2 separate regions of the Mus musculus genome follow, and region 2 is linked to region 1. A link is a contact called in public promoter capture Hi-C data. All regions are on one chromosome and are shown on one strand. The core of a region is the stretch at or near the end of the contact, and the rest is flanking DNA. Distances in the headings are between cores, read along the strand shown.

The links. Promoter capture Hi-C pulls out the DNA fragments that hold promoters and counts their contacts.
Region 2: a contact with region 1 is called in a promoter capture Hi-C map of hippocampal neurons, with 4 times the contacts expected there. The contact joins the promoter of Apba2 here to the enhancer-like site in region 1. A contact is called at or near these places in 3 of 39 promoter capture datasets (hippocampal neurons, liver and stem cell-derived epiblast-like cells), 2 of 484 Hi-C or Micro-C datasets (both in embryonic stem cells) and 4 of 115 datasets of contacts at active chromatin or transcription factors (astrocytes, craniofacial prominence, embryonic forebrain and 1 more).

Annotation. Positions count from the first base shown.
Region 1 is chr7:63,749,693-63,756,259 of GRCm38.p6, reverse strand. It overlaps Otud7a (OTU domain containing 7A), which reads right to left. Exons shown (of 14, transcript NM_130880.1): 12 at 1,514-1,628; 13 at 1,260-1,344. Among named protein-coding and RNA genes, the nearest start is that of Gm39023, 100 kb to the left of the region's middle. Within about 2 kb of position 2,634, at least 103 of the 459 cell types and tissues checked have an H3K27ac peak or open chromatin away from gene starts, as enhancers often do. A contact at or near this core is called in hippocampal neurons, where this site is marked.
Region 2 is chr7:64,499,021-64,505,587 of GRCm38.p6, reverse strand. Apba2 (amyloid beta (A4) precursor protein-binding, family A, member 2) reads right to left here and starts at 3,450. Exons shown (of 15, transcript NM_001291166.1): 1 at 3,335-3,450.

The DNA.
Region 1 (6,567 bases), core at 1,385-3,884:
AGCAGGTTCCAGAAGGATGAGCTGCTGTGGCTAGGTCAGTAGAAGCAAGGCTGGCAGACCTGTGCTGACCACCACCCAGGCAGAAATCCCTCCTTTCACTTGAGTTTGGAGAGAGTTGAGTTTTAGGTTGGCTTGCCGGGGATGGTAAAGAGTGTCAGCTTCAAGGTTGAAACAGGGAAAGGGGCCCCAGTAAGAGAGGGGCCTTGGCTGTGTGCCCTTTAGCAGTGGGGTTGTCTGCTGAGCTTTGTACTTGATATGGAGGTCACCAAGGTCTGGCCATGCATCCTGCTCTTTGTAGGGAAAAGATGTGCTCAGCTGGAAGGTACTGATTATGGATCTAGGGCTGCTGCCATTGCATACCACGTAGGTGCTACAGAGCATCATCCTGGGGCACAGTGGCACCTTCCAGCATGAGAGAGGCAAGATTCTGTCACTGACTGGCTGTCTCTTGTGCCCCAAGAACATGGCGAATCAGAGCCACGTGGGGGCGCCCTACTTGGATGATGTCCAGGCGAAGCGGAAGTGAGCAATCAGAACAGTGGGGCAGGAGCCATTCAGCGGGATGTCTCCTTTCAGTACTTTGAATCCGCTGGATACATAAGTAAACGGATGTCAGGGAGGACCAATTATTTGCAAGCAATTTTCACAAATCCCTTCCCTTGGGAGTTCCCTCCCAAGATTATGAAAACATCAGTCACAAACTTAAAAAGAATCTCTCAGCATCTGCAAGCAGGGGCAACCCCCATCCCACCCCCGGGATGGGTCCGCGTCTCTCCGCCTTCTGCTAGCTCCACCGGAGGCCACCTCCGCCTCAGGGAGGGGAAGGGCGCGCGCTGAGGACTAGCGCTGTTGGTTCCCTAGATTTTCTAAGGATCCACACACAGTTATAATTAATTCCGCTCTGCCGCGGCACATTTTGTTCCGATCTCTGCAGAGATAGTTTTGTGTTTTGACTTGCCTACGGTTTGCTTTGTGAGTGGGTGTGTTTATTCTTCTCCTGCTGTGTAAAATAAGAGGTGGAGGGGGGTGGGGGAGAGGGAGGGCCCCTAATACGCGCCCGCCTCCCACCGGGAGGAAGTGTTTGGACTAGGAATCAGTAGCTGGGTCCGGTTCTGGGGCATGAAGGTGTGGGACCTCCCCAAGGCGTGGAGCCGAGCGCTGCGCTGCGTGGAGACTTTGGGGAGGCACAGCATTGCCCGCACCGCACAGAGCGGCTGCTGCCCGGTCACTGGGTGGGGCTTCGTGCACTCGAGGCTCACCCGGGTCTCGGAGGGGATGCGGATCCACGTCACATTCATGTAGCTGTGTAGAAGGTTCAGCTTGGCTTCTAGGGACAGGATGAGGCTGACAAAAGAACACCCAGTGAGAAGCTCCGGAGGTGGCAGGAGCTCACTCGCCTGCGCGTGCAATCCTCTCCCTGCCCTTTAGTCCCCCAAATCCCAACAGGAGTCCTGTCACCACCACTCTCCCGCAGGGTGTTGGGGTCCGGACTGGACTGCGGGGCAGGTCTTACTTGGCTAACCGGGCATTGTCGTTGTCATCTTTCCCCCATTCCCAGTCCTTTCCCGGGTCCACAGCAAAGTGCAAGGGCAGCAGCTTGTGTTCCGAATCCGTCAGAGGGATCACAGCTGAAACAGAAGAGAGAGGCATGGTGACAGGCACCTCATCTGCCTGCCAGGAGGCTGGAGGCACCAGCAGAGTTCAGAGCTCAGAAATTCAAAAATAGCTGTCCCAGGGCAGGTAACCTAATGGAGACAGAAGGTAGACTCAGAACTTGCATACCACGAATGTTAAGACTATAGGTTTCAAACTTGTTTCTATTATGTAGGCGAAGAGCAAGCAGGTGGAGGCATCACCTGGACTGACAGGGTCTCTTTCTGTTAGAGGGCAGGCATCTCTCTGCTGTCAGGATGAGAAAAAGCTATGGGTGCTTTTGCTATTTCCGAAGAAAAACCCAGATGGGTGTGGTGAACCACGGAAGGCCACTTTTGGATGACCTGCTCCTTGCCTCCATTTCATCTCAGAGAAGGGCAGAATTTGCAAGTTGGGAGAGGTGTGAGCTGAGCTCTGCTGAGGCAAGACTGGAGGTGGGGGCTGCACCCCCCGCCCCCACCAGGGAGCTCATCTGCATAGGACCAGGCAGCAGGCTCCTACAGAAAGCATCTAGTGACAAGTCCAGGAGAGGCAGTGTTGGCCTACAGCCCCTTTAAAAGGGGAGCAGAGAGGGAGCCTTCTGTGGCGGTGGTGATTAGGTGGGGGAGTCTGGCCTGTTACTTCTCAGAGGAGCTGGTTCACCACAAAGCATCTGGACAGAGGCACACCAGCCACCGAGACCAGTATGGGTGGGGTCAGTATCTACCTACAGGTGTACTGAGATCTGATGAGTTCCCGAGGGATCCCTGCTCCTAGCAAATGGAATCCTTAATGTCACATCTGCTTTCTCCTCAGGGTGTTGTCAGGGGTAGTGAACAGGAAGAAGTGTGGAGATGGTTTCCAAATTCCACCTTCCTAATGAGTACCAGTCTCCTTTCTGTCACTTCGCTCAGGATGCCCCACCCCTCTGGAGTCTCACCACCGCAGAGAAGCCCAGCTCAGGGCCCCTGGCAGCTGCTTTGTTCCTTTGCTTGCCCGTAGCCTATGATTCATACTAGCAGTGCCATGGCAAGAACAAAAAGGCAAACAAAACACAGAAAATCCAGGAGCCAATACTGCAAAGTTGAGAAATTAGATGCGACTCAATGCTGCCCTCTAGTGTTTCTAAAGAGACTGTGAGTGCAAACTGCTTCTCCCCCCCCACCCCACCCCCTTTCTTCCCACCTAAACAGATGAAAGGCAGTTTTGTGGATCACCAGCCAGTTTAGGGGTTTTCCTTGTGTGTGGCCAGCCATGGAGCAGTGTAGGTAAGGTCTGACGGGGGAGGGGACTGGGACATCTCATTCTGCTTTGATGTGGCTTTCGTTTCCAGGGCTGAGCTCAGCCTGTCTTGTAGGTCAGCAAACACACATTGAGGCTTTGGTGTGGCTTCCTACCGGTGGCTGGGGGACAGCAGAGGTGATCCTTAGGGACACTGCATCCCAGACTCACTAGAATTGTGTCCCCTAGGGATCTGTACTTCATACAGAGGGCCAACGCAAGGGTCCTGAATCAGGATGGAGGGCTACGTTGTAAATAAGCTTCCCTGTGGATCTTCAAATCAAGGTGTTTTGGAAAAGATTGTTATAGAGGATAATAACTTGTCAGAAATAATTCCTGTGGGTATAATTTGGGTGTTCTGGGTCAGGCTGTCTACCCCTTCATGGGCCAGCTGTGACTATACTTTCCATCCTCTTAGCAAGGGGGTGTGGTGGGGAGTGGTTTGCTTAGCTGAATGCACAGGCTGTGAGCAAAGTAATATGGTCAGTTCTGGGCAATATGGCCAGGCTTAGGGGACGTTTCCCTCTCTGCCCATGTCTCCTACACAGACAATGCAAGTATATGACGTCAGGAGCAGGCTCTTGAACCTCATTGGGAGAAGAACTGTCTGCTAACCAGAACTCCAGCATAGGCTTTGTTGACTTGGGAGCCCAACCTGAGCCACTATGATTTTGTCTGGTTTCTGATAAATTACCTAAACCAGGACGTCCCAGCTTTCTTACCTTACGGCTACAGCGTGCCTGGGGATTCTTACCCTCAGCAGATAGCCTGGACTGGGTTCCTGGTCTGTCTACTCTGAGAAGACAACTGAAATACATCTGAAGATTCTAGTGCTGGCTACCTAGAAAGAGTCTGACAGTCTGTCAACTCTCCTGTCCTGGGGTGAAGACTACGTCCTAAGTGAGGGGCTGGAGACATACAGCTCACACCTGATCTTTCGAGTATGAGCTGCTGCCTGTTTGAAGGCTGAGGGGAGGTGCAGCCAAGGGCATCTCAAAAACAGGCTGTCCTCATGAGCATCAATTGCACTTCATGTTTGTCCCATTGTACATGGAAAAACATCTGCTTTACCCAGGCAAACAAATGGCGGCATCATAGAGCACCCCCTGGTGGCAAATGTCAATAACAGCAACAGCTTTCAAAATGGGCCTTAGAGGATTTACTCTTCGGTTTGCTTTGGAAAGAACTCTCTCTTACATTTAGCCTGTAAGCCTACTACAGCATCTCTAACTGGCCCATGAAGATTTGGAGTTTTCATTCTATGAAACACAATGGATATTTCTGCTTGAGGTTACCATTACAATGAGAAAGCTACAGATTCTCAGCGTGTCTTTAGCCTACCCCTGAGTGGATGGCTCAGCCAGTCTAAGTGACTCAAATTTGAAGGAAAGAAAAATGCCTCTGAGGGAAGGTGGAGACAACCTGGAGGGGTTGACTTGACCCCAGTACGAAGAACTCAGCTAGATGTGTTATATGCATGAAAGAAGAATGCAAGCCAGTGAAGTTATGCAGGCTCTTCCTCTAGAAAAGAGAAATAAGAAACCAGTTGGCTCTTACAGGCTCCCATCTATAGGACTGAGCATGGTGTTCACAAAAAGGATGGGTGAGGGGCTAGAGGAATGTCTCAGTTGGTAAACTCTCCTCCTTGAAAACATGAGTTTCAAAACCCAGCACCTATTAAAGGCTAGGTGCAAAAATTCATACTTGTAATCTCAGGGCTGGGGAGCTTGAGATAGGAGGAGCTGGGGCTCGCTGGACAGCCAGTTGAGCTACATCAGCAATAGACCATGTCTCAAAATAAAAGGCACAAAGGGACTGAGGAAGACACAATATTGACCTTTGGCTCCCATAAGCATGAGAACATGGGTGCACCCTCCACCTCCCCCAGCCCCACAGAAGATGGGCAAACATCCCAAGGTGTGTTCTCTGCAGAGCTTGCGCTCTCCTCTCCACCAAGGAGCAGGAGCACAAGTTGCAGAGCTCAGGTCCACAAACTCGGGGTACAGTTAGGACAGTGTTCTGTGCTACCAGGAGGGGGTGACCTGCCTTGTGTGTCCTGACAGCTTTCAACATGCACACTAAAGAAAAAAAAAGTGTGCCTGTTTCCAGGAACGAAGTGATTTCCCCAGTCTTCTCTGCTTAGAAAAATGACTGACTTTCAGCAAAACAAAACAAAACAAAACAACCTTTGAGGAAGGAGGAAAGAAACCCACATTCTAATGTGTTGAGAAGACTCTAACACTGGTGTGCAGGCGTGAAGTTGTTCTCTTTTGTTTGAGAAAGCATGACTCCTGCATGCCATGGAGCTATTTAATAGATAATTTGAGAATAGAAGTTTTTCTTTCGTCTTTAAAGACACCACTTCATTATCTTTCACCTTACCTGGTTTATGAAAATCATTATGGTACCAGAGACAATGCTAAAGGGCCCAATTCTCTAAAAAGACACAACACTATGGTATGTATGCTCACGTCTCATATCACGTCAGTGTTAGAGCAAGTGCAGCCCACTCCACTTTATTTGCATCAGAATACCAGTGGGTGCCAACTTAGACACAACTGAGGTGTTGCAGCTATTGGGGACTGAATGTATCCGTCTATAATACTGTGGGCACCATGCAGGAATTGATATCTGATTGTAGAGAGAAGAAAGTATCAAAGAGAAGAGCTAGAAATAAAACAATAACAGTAAAAAACAAAACCAAAACAGACCCCACAACAAACTAAAACAGATGAAGAACAGCTTTGAGAGAGTCACAGCCAAGGAAAGACGATGAACATCAAGACTGACCAATCAGAATCAGCCATACTGAAATACAAAGTAGGAAAGGTTGGGCAGGAGGCAGAGCACCCAAGAACTGCAGGTCAGTGATAGACAACTTAAGATCGGTGTACTGTCACTCCAGAGAAATGAGAGCAAGGCAGAGAAAAATGTTAAGAAACATATACACTCAAACAAACAAACAAACAAACAAACAAACAGACAGACAGACAGACAGACAAAAAAAAACCCAACCAAACAGACCCACCTGTACTGGCTAGTTTTGTGTCAACTTGACACAGCTGGAGTTATCACAGAGAAAGGAGCTTCAGTTGAGGAAATGCCTCCATGAGATCCAACTGTAAGGCATTTTCTCAATTAGTGATCAAGGGGGAAAGGCCCCTTGTGGGTGGGACCATCTCTGGGCTGGTAGTCTTGGTTCTATAAGAGATCAAGCTGAGCAAGCCAGGGGAAGCAAGCCAGTAATGAACATTCCTCCATGGCCTCTGCATCAGCTCCTGCTTCCTGACCTGCTTGAGTTCCAGTCCTGACTTCCTTGGTGATGAACAGCAGTATAAAGTGTAAGCCAAATAAACCCTTTCCTCCCCAACTTGCTTCTTGGTCATGATGTTTGTGCAGGAATAGAAACCCTGACTAAGACACCACCTATCAGGGAAGCCATGAGAATATCAATAGGGACAATAACAGCAGCCATGTAACAACAAATACATCCCTTCCCACAGCAAATTAAAACTCCCGAGAGCAAAGGCACGTTCGATACAGAGAAAGGAGGATAAGATTTGGAGCCTACAGTTCAATGGTAAGCAGAAAAAGCAAAAGGTGATGTCTATAAAGGGATGAAAGAAAAGCTGCTAATTCTAACTCCAGCAAAGC
Region 2 (6,567 bases), core at 2,201-4,700, 750 kb before region 1:
ACTCCAGGAAACCTCAGGGCAAGCACGAAAAGTATAACCCAGAACCAGCTTTCTCTGTGAGTAAAGGCATTGCAGCCAAACCTGATGAACTGAATTCAACCCCCAGAACCCCTATGATCGAAGCAGAGCAGTAACTCCCACAAGCTGTCCTCTGGCCTTTTACTCTGTGGCATGTGTGTGTTCCCTGCCACATAAACAAACAAATACAAAAACCAACAACAACCACCAAAAAAAAAAAAAAAAAAAAAAAAAAAAAAAAAAAAAAAAAAACTGTCACAAATCCACAGTCAAGCCTAACCTACTTAGATAGGGCTACCCATCTGTATCCACCAGTGGGTGAAGTTTCACAGAGCCTGACAGCATGACCTTGAGGGTGCTGTCCTCCTAGTGTTCCCTTGAATGTCCGGACAGGGACAGAGTGAGGACCAGCTGCAGGAGAGGCGAGGAGCCATGAATGCTGCTGATTCAGCCAGCAGGCTGCCTGGAGACTCCTGCTGGCCCTGGCCCAGCTGGTGGGTGGGGCATCAGAGAGGAGGAGCTGGAGGAGAGAAGCCCCCCGCCCCCCCCCCAGATTAGCTGTCACCTAATCTTCCTCCAAGGGAATGAGTAAGCACCCTTCTAGCCCCTGCCCCCGGGCCAGCATCCCAAGTATAACCTATGTCAGAAATGCCTGCCTGCCAACCAGCCGCCACACCACTCCTCACCAGTGGCTTACATGCCTCTAATCCTCATCACCAGCAAGAAGAGGAGGCGGGAGCAGGAAAAGAGGGCACACGGCCCAGGCTGCCACCATACTAAGGACGGAGGCTGTCAGGCAGGATATGCAAGTATCTGCCATTTGGTTTGGAAGGCCCTCCAGGCCAGTGAGGCTGTTCAGAACCTCCACACTCATCTGTCCCTAGGATCGTCAAGAACGTGGTATCGGTGGAGACCCTCACCTGTTGAACTTCATGAGAGCAGGGGACAGACAAGATGCAGCAGTAAATTGAAGACTTGAGGATTCCTCTGTGGTCAGGTAGATCCTACCCCCATTCTGCCTTTCCAACAGGGCGCAGTGACCAGTGCCCAACCTAAACAAAGCCTGGTAGATGCTAGCCTTACTATCAAATGCTTTTTTCCTCTGAGTTCCTCAGTTTTGTCTAGGAAAAGTCAAGGTGTTTCAACACTCCCTCTCAGCCTCCAGGGGTGTGATTGGTGTCTTTTACAATTATCTTTTATTTTTATCTGGCATTTCTTAGCTCAGTTGGCAAATTGGACATTTATGCACCTCCATTTCACAGACCATCCCTACCAATTATTACTGTGAAACTAATATTTTATTCAAAAAAGGAGGAGGAGGAGGAGGAGGGGGAGAGGGAAGAGGAGGAGGAGGAGGAGGAAGAGGAAGAAGAAGAAGAAGAAGAAGAAGAAGAAGAAGAAGAAGAAGAAGAAGAAGAAGAAGAAGAGAAAGAAAGGAAGAGAAAGAAAGAAAGAAAGAGAAAGGAAGGAAGGAAGGAAGGAAGGAAGGAAGGAAGGAAGGAAGGAAGGAAGGAAGAGAAACAGAAGGGTGTTATGCCAACTAGTTAACAAGCTACCACTTGGGTCTGGGGTTGCCTCACAGGGGAAAGAAGAAGGCAAGCAGAAGTGAATGGTCCTCAATGTCGGCCCCTTCCAGCACAAAGACTCAGGCTCACACCCACTCACAGACCATCTGATTCAGTGCGGCCCAGCACCCCAGACATGGAAAAGCAGCAGTGGGGTAAGTCTACTGCTGCCTGACACCCGAGAGATGAGAAAAGCTGGGGGTGGGGGGACATGGCTATACCCAGCTCAGAGACTGTCCCAAGGACAAGCGGACAAGGACTTGGTGGTGCCATGGAAGGAGAGGTGTTGGTACCTCCAGCTCATAGCCAGTTCCACGACCCACTAATCCCTTCCATGTGGCTTGGAGTCCCTGCAGGTTCTTCGTCTGTGTCACTCACCCCTCTGTTCCAGAGCTCCAAAGTTCAGGAGACCCTCTGCAGCACACCATGACCACCCAGCAATCTGAGTGCAGGACAAAGTCACCCAGCCACTCTGCCCTGAGTCCCCTGCCTCAGATTGCTGCTGTCCAGGAAAGCCCCATCCTTGCCTCTTTGGAGGGACCGGGCCCCAAAGGGAGCCTGCCCATTGGTTCTTGGCACCTGCAGATCAGTACTTCAGAAAAAGTTGTTCACTTGGACCCTTAAAGCTTACGGGTCTTTGTTTTCGAAACCACTATCCTTCCTCAAATCTATATCCATAAAGGAAGAAGGGGTCTTGGGGTCTAAGGGGACCGGGACAAATCAGTTCAGACATGAAGAAAGGCCAAGAAAAACAAGCAAGGTTTAAGAACTTCACCGTGCACAAGGCCTGAGTGAGCTGGCTTTATTTAAATTCGAATTTAAGTTTGGCCTCTGTCAAGTCACATACAAATAAACAGATATTAAAGAATTAAAAGTCTTCCATAACTGAATTCTAAGTTAAGACTAGTAGGCTTTATTTAAGGCGCCTACAGCCAGGGCAAGCCCTTGCAGAGCCCCACTGGTACCTGCTCCTATCCCTACCGCACTCAGGGGAAGTTCACCCACAGCTTTGGCATATAGAGGCCTGCTGCCCATACTGCTCCCTGTGAAAACAAGGCTTGAAAAAAGCTGGGATCAATGTTCCCCTTCATCCTCCATACCCAAGTCCCCTTGCCGGGCTCTGCCTGCCAAGAGGAAGCAGCCAGGATAAGGGGCATGTCCCCGCCGCATCCCCCCAGAGAATACGGGGTGTGGAATTTTTAACTGAGTTTCTCCCCCGGGCCTCATTATAAAGGGAAAGGGGAGGGAGGGGTACAGATCAAAGACCGGTTGCCTGGAAGCAGCGAACCCAGCAGCGACCCCAAACTCCCGAGTTGCCGCCCAGCATCGGGACTTGGAATCAGTGCCAAGCAGCTCCCCTCTAGACAACCCCCCCCCCAACGCAATAATAGGGGGACCCAGACGAGTGACCATCTCCTCTGGCCACACCAGGTAGCCCCGCGCCGCCGCTTCGCAAGCCCCTGATAACCTAGCGGCCAGCTGATCCCTGCCGCGCCCGGCCGCTGGTCAGTGGCTCGGAGGGTCCGGTGGGTCCGGAGAGAGAGGGGCGCTGGTCCGTAGCACCCCCCGGTCCCAGCGGTGGCCCGCTCTGTCGACGATGCCCCTCTGCCTCTCCAGAGCCCCACAAGGTCCGAAAGGGAGCGCTGGGACCACAGCATCCGCGCCCCCCACTGCGCCCCGGCTCCCCCCACGCGGAACCGGGCAACCCAGGCTGCTGCCGCGGAGACTCTGGCGCCCCGGGCCCCACTTACCTGCGCCCGCGCGGGTTGCGCGATGCGCCGCCGCCCCCGACTGGGTCGGCGAGGCCGAGAGCGGGGCGCCGCAGCAGCTCTTTGTGAGCCCGCGCCGAGCCGCACACCGAGACTGCTAATGAGCCCGGGAAGCTGGATAGCGGCGGGCGCGCCCCGGACGCCGCGCACGACACGCAGGGCCGCCTCTACCGGGCGCACGCGGCGCGGCCCGGGAGCACCCGCACCCGCACCGCCCTATCCGCCGCCACACCGACCGCCCCCGCTCCTCCTGCGCCCGGCCACGCGGGGTGGAAACGCTTTCTAAAGAGACCTTAGGGAATCAAGGGATTCAAGACCGCGCGGCCGCGCAAAGCGCAGACAAAGATGCTTCGGCGCCCAGCGCGGCGCCTCCGGGTGCGGCGCGGGGACAGCGGCGGGGACAGCGGACGAGCCCACCTGGGACCTGGGTCCTTGGGATACGGGCTGAGATAGGCTCCGCGAGTCGCGGTGGCCCCTTGAGGAGCACACAGGTTCCTGGGAGTGAGCTGGGACCGGCCAGTTGGGGAGCCTTAACAGTCTGGTCCTGGGCAGGCAGAACAGGTGAAGGAGATGCTGCCGGTGCCCGCACCCTGCCCCTGACGCCGCGCTGCCCCCTGGCGGGCTCCGGAGAGCGTGCGGCGCTGAGGGGCTGCGGCGACCGCGCCCTGCTCTGCCAGCTCCGCTCTATGCGGAGCCCCGGCCGGCCCGAATCCCTTGACTCTCTAGGGTATTGTGGCCCCAGAAAGCCTTTCCTGAGGGGCAAGCCTTGTCCTGCTTCCCCACAGTCAATCACCAGAAGCCTTCTGGCCACAAGGTCTTCTCACCCGGTCCCTGATAACCACACACAAGGTCTTCTCACCCGGTCCCTGATAACCACCGAGTCTCTGATACCTGTGTTGCCTGGGATGTCCAGAAGGGAGAGGGCCCCAACCTCTAATACCCCCAATGAGAACCAGTTGGCTACCCTCAGTAAGAAACAAACCTCTTGAAATTCTTGAACGTTGGGCTTTATTGTCACCTTTGACCTTTCACTCAGCCCTATGCATTTGTGGCAACTTGCAGGTTTAAGGCACACAGGGTGCTCTGTTTTAGGGAATGGGGGGCTCCACTTCAGCCCCCAAATGCTTCCAATTGGCCTGGTTCTCCCTCTTCCTCTCTCTCTTCCTTCAGTCCTAGCCTGAGATGAAGGCCAGGTGGCAGAAGATCAGAGGAATGTCACCAAAGGAAGAGGAGGGTGAGTGGGGTGAGAAAAGAACTTCCTGATGCCCACAGTGACAGAGGTGACCCCGAGAAGGGCCTGGAGAAAAACTGAATACAGGGGCAGACCTAGTAAGGACCTCCTAGGCCTGGGACCTGTCTGCCTCCCTCTCTTTCACCCTCCATTACCCCACCCCCCACCCCTACCTCACCAGTCAATAGCAGAGCAGCTCTGGCAGCTCAGGGACCAAATAGGTCCACCCTAGAGCCATTCTTCCTCCTCCTAGAGCTGACCATTCCTTCTTGCTTGTTGTCCATCACCTTAAATATTCTATTGACCCCCCTGACAAAAAGTTCAGCTCAGCTCTAAATGCAAAACTGTTCCATTGCACTGACTGCTAAGTGTGAGATCCAGATGTGTCTGTCTGCTCTGCAGGGCACAGGACATTGTGCACACTAGCAAGCACTCCACCTCCCTACCTGGACCTTGCCCAAGTTAAAAAATAAAATGGGCAACTCACAAGAAAGGAAATACAAACGACTTTTAATCTCTTAGCACTTCTATTACCCTTTCAGGGTGTGTGTGTATGAGTGTGTGTGTGTGTGTGTGTGTGTGTGTGTGTGTGTGTGTGTGTGTGTGAGTGTGTGTATGTATGTGAGTGTGTGTGTGTGTGTATGAGTGTGTGTGTATGTGAGTGTGTGTGTGTGTGTATGAGTGTGTGTGTGAGTGTGTGTATGTATGTGAGTGTGTGTGTATGAGTGTGTGTGTGTATATGAGTGTGTGTGAGTGTGTGTATGTATGTGAGTGTGTGTGTGTGTGTATGAGTGTGTGTGTGTATGAGTGTGTGTGTGTGTATGAGTGTGTGTGTGTGTATGAGTGTGTGTGTATGAGTGTGTGTGTATGAGTGTGTGTGTGAGTGTGTGTATGAGTGTGTGTGAGTGTGTGTATGAGTGTGTGTGTGTATGAGTGTGTGTGTGTGTGTGTGTGTATGAGTGTGTGTGTATGAGTGTGTGTGTATGAGTGTGTGTGTGTGAGTGTGTGTATGTATTGAGTGTGTATGTATGTGAGTGTGTGTGTGTATGAGTGTGTGTGTGTGTGTGTGTGTGTGTGTGTGTGTGTGTAGGTCATTACAACTTTCAGGAGTTGGTTCTCTCCTTCCACCATGTGATCCTGGGGATTAAATTCAGGTCATCAGGCTTGGCTGCAGACACCTCTAATTGCTGAGCCATCCTACCAGCTTACAAACAACTATTAAACATACGAGGGGCTGGGAGTGTGGCTCCACAATGGGACACCGTTGTAGAGTACATGAGACCCTGGCATCCACCCCAGCATCACAAAAGAAAAAGAAAAAGAAAAAGAAAACCGAAACCACACTAAGCTGTCATTGCTTTTACCTGTCAGAGACTCCAGAGTCAATAGCACAGTATGTTCCAGAAGTCAAGGGAAAGCTGGCAGACCTCCTCACAAGCCACAGGAGTATAAAGTGCACAACATCTATGGAAGAAAATCCAACCACTCTTATTAAAACCACACATGCCCATTATTTTGCATTCCTCAGCTTTTTTTAACAAATATCTGTAAAAAGAGCTTCTTAGAAGGGATGTTTATTTAGGCTCAGTCTCTGAGGTTCCAGTCCACTGGTCAGTTGACCTTGGTCCTGACCTCTGCTGAAACAGGACACCGAGGCAGGAGTACACTGCAGAAGAAGCTGATCACCAGGGGACTTGCAGCCCACTTCGAAGGACACACCTCTAATAATCTAACTCCCTCCCTCTGAACCCCACCTCCTCACCCTGCCAGACTGGGGAACAAATATTTAACACACGGGGCTTTGGAAGGCTGTCACCTAAATGGCAGAAAGCCCTTTAACCTACTTCTATCTCCATGTGCATTTCTACAGGAATAGTATTCATGTGCAAAGGGGCTGGGAGCATGGTCACTATAAAGCAAGGGACTATCAGCAGCTTTAGTGCCCATGAATTGGGGACAGCTATGTGCACTGGGAATATTTGAA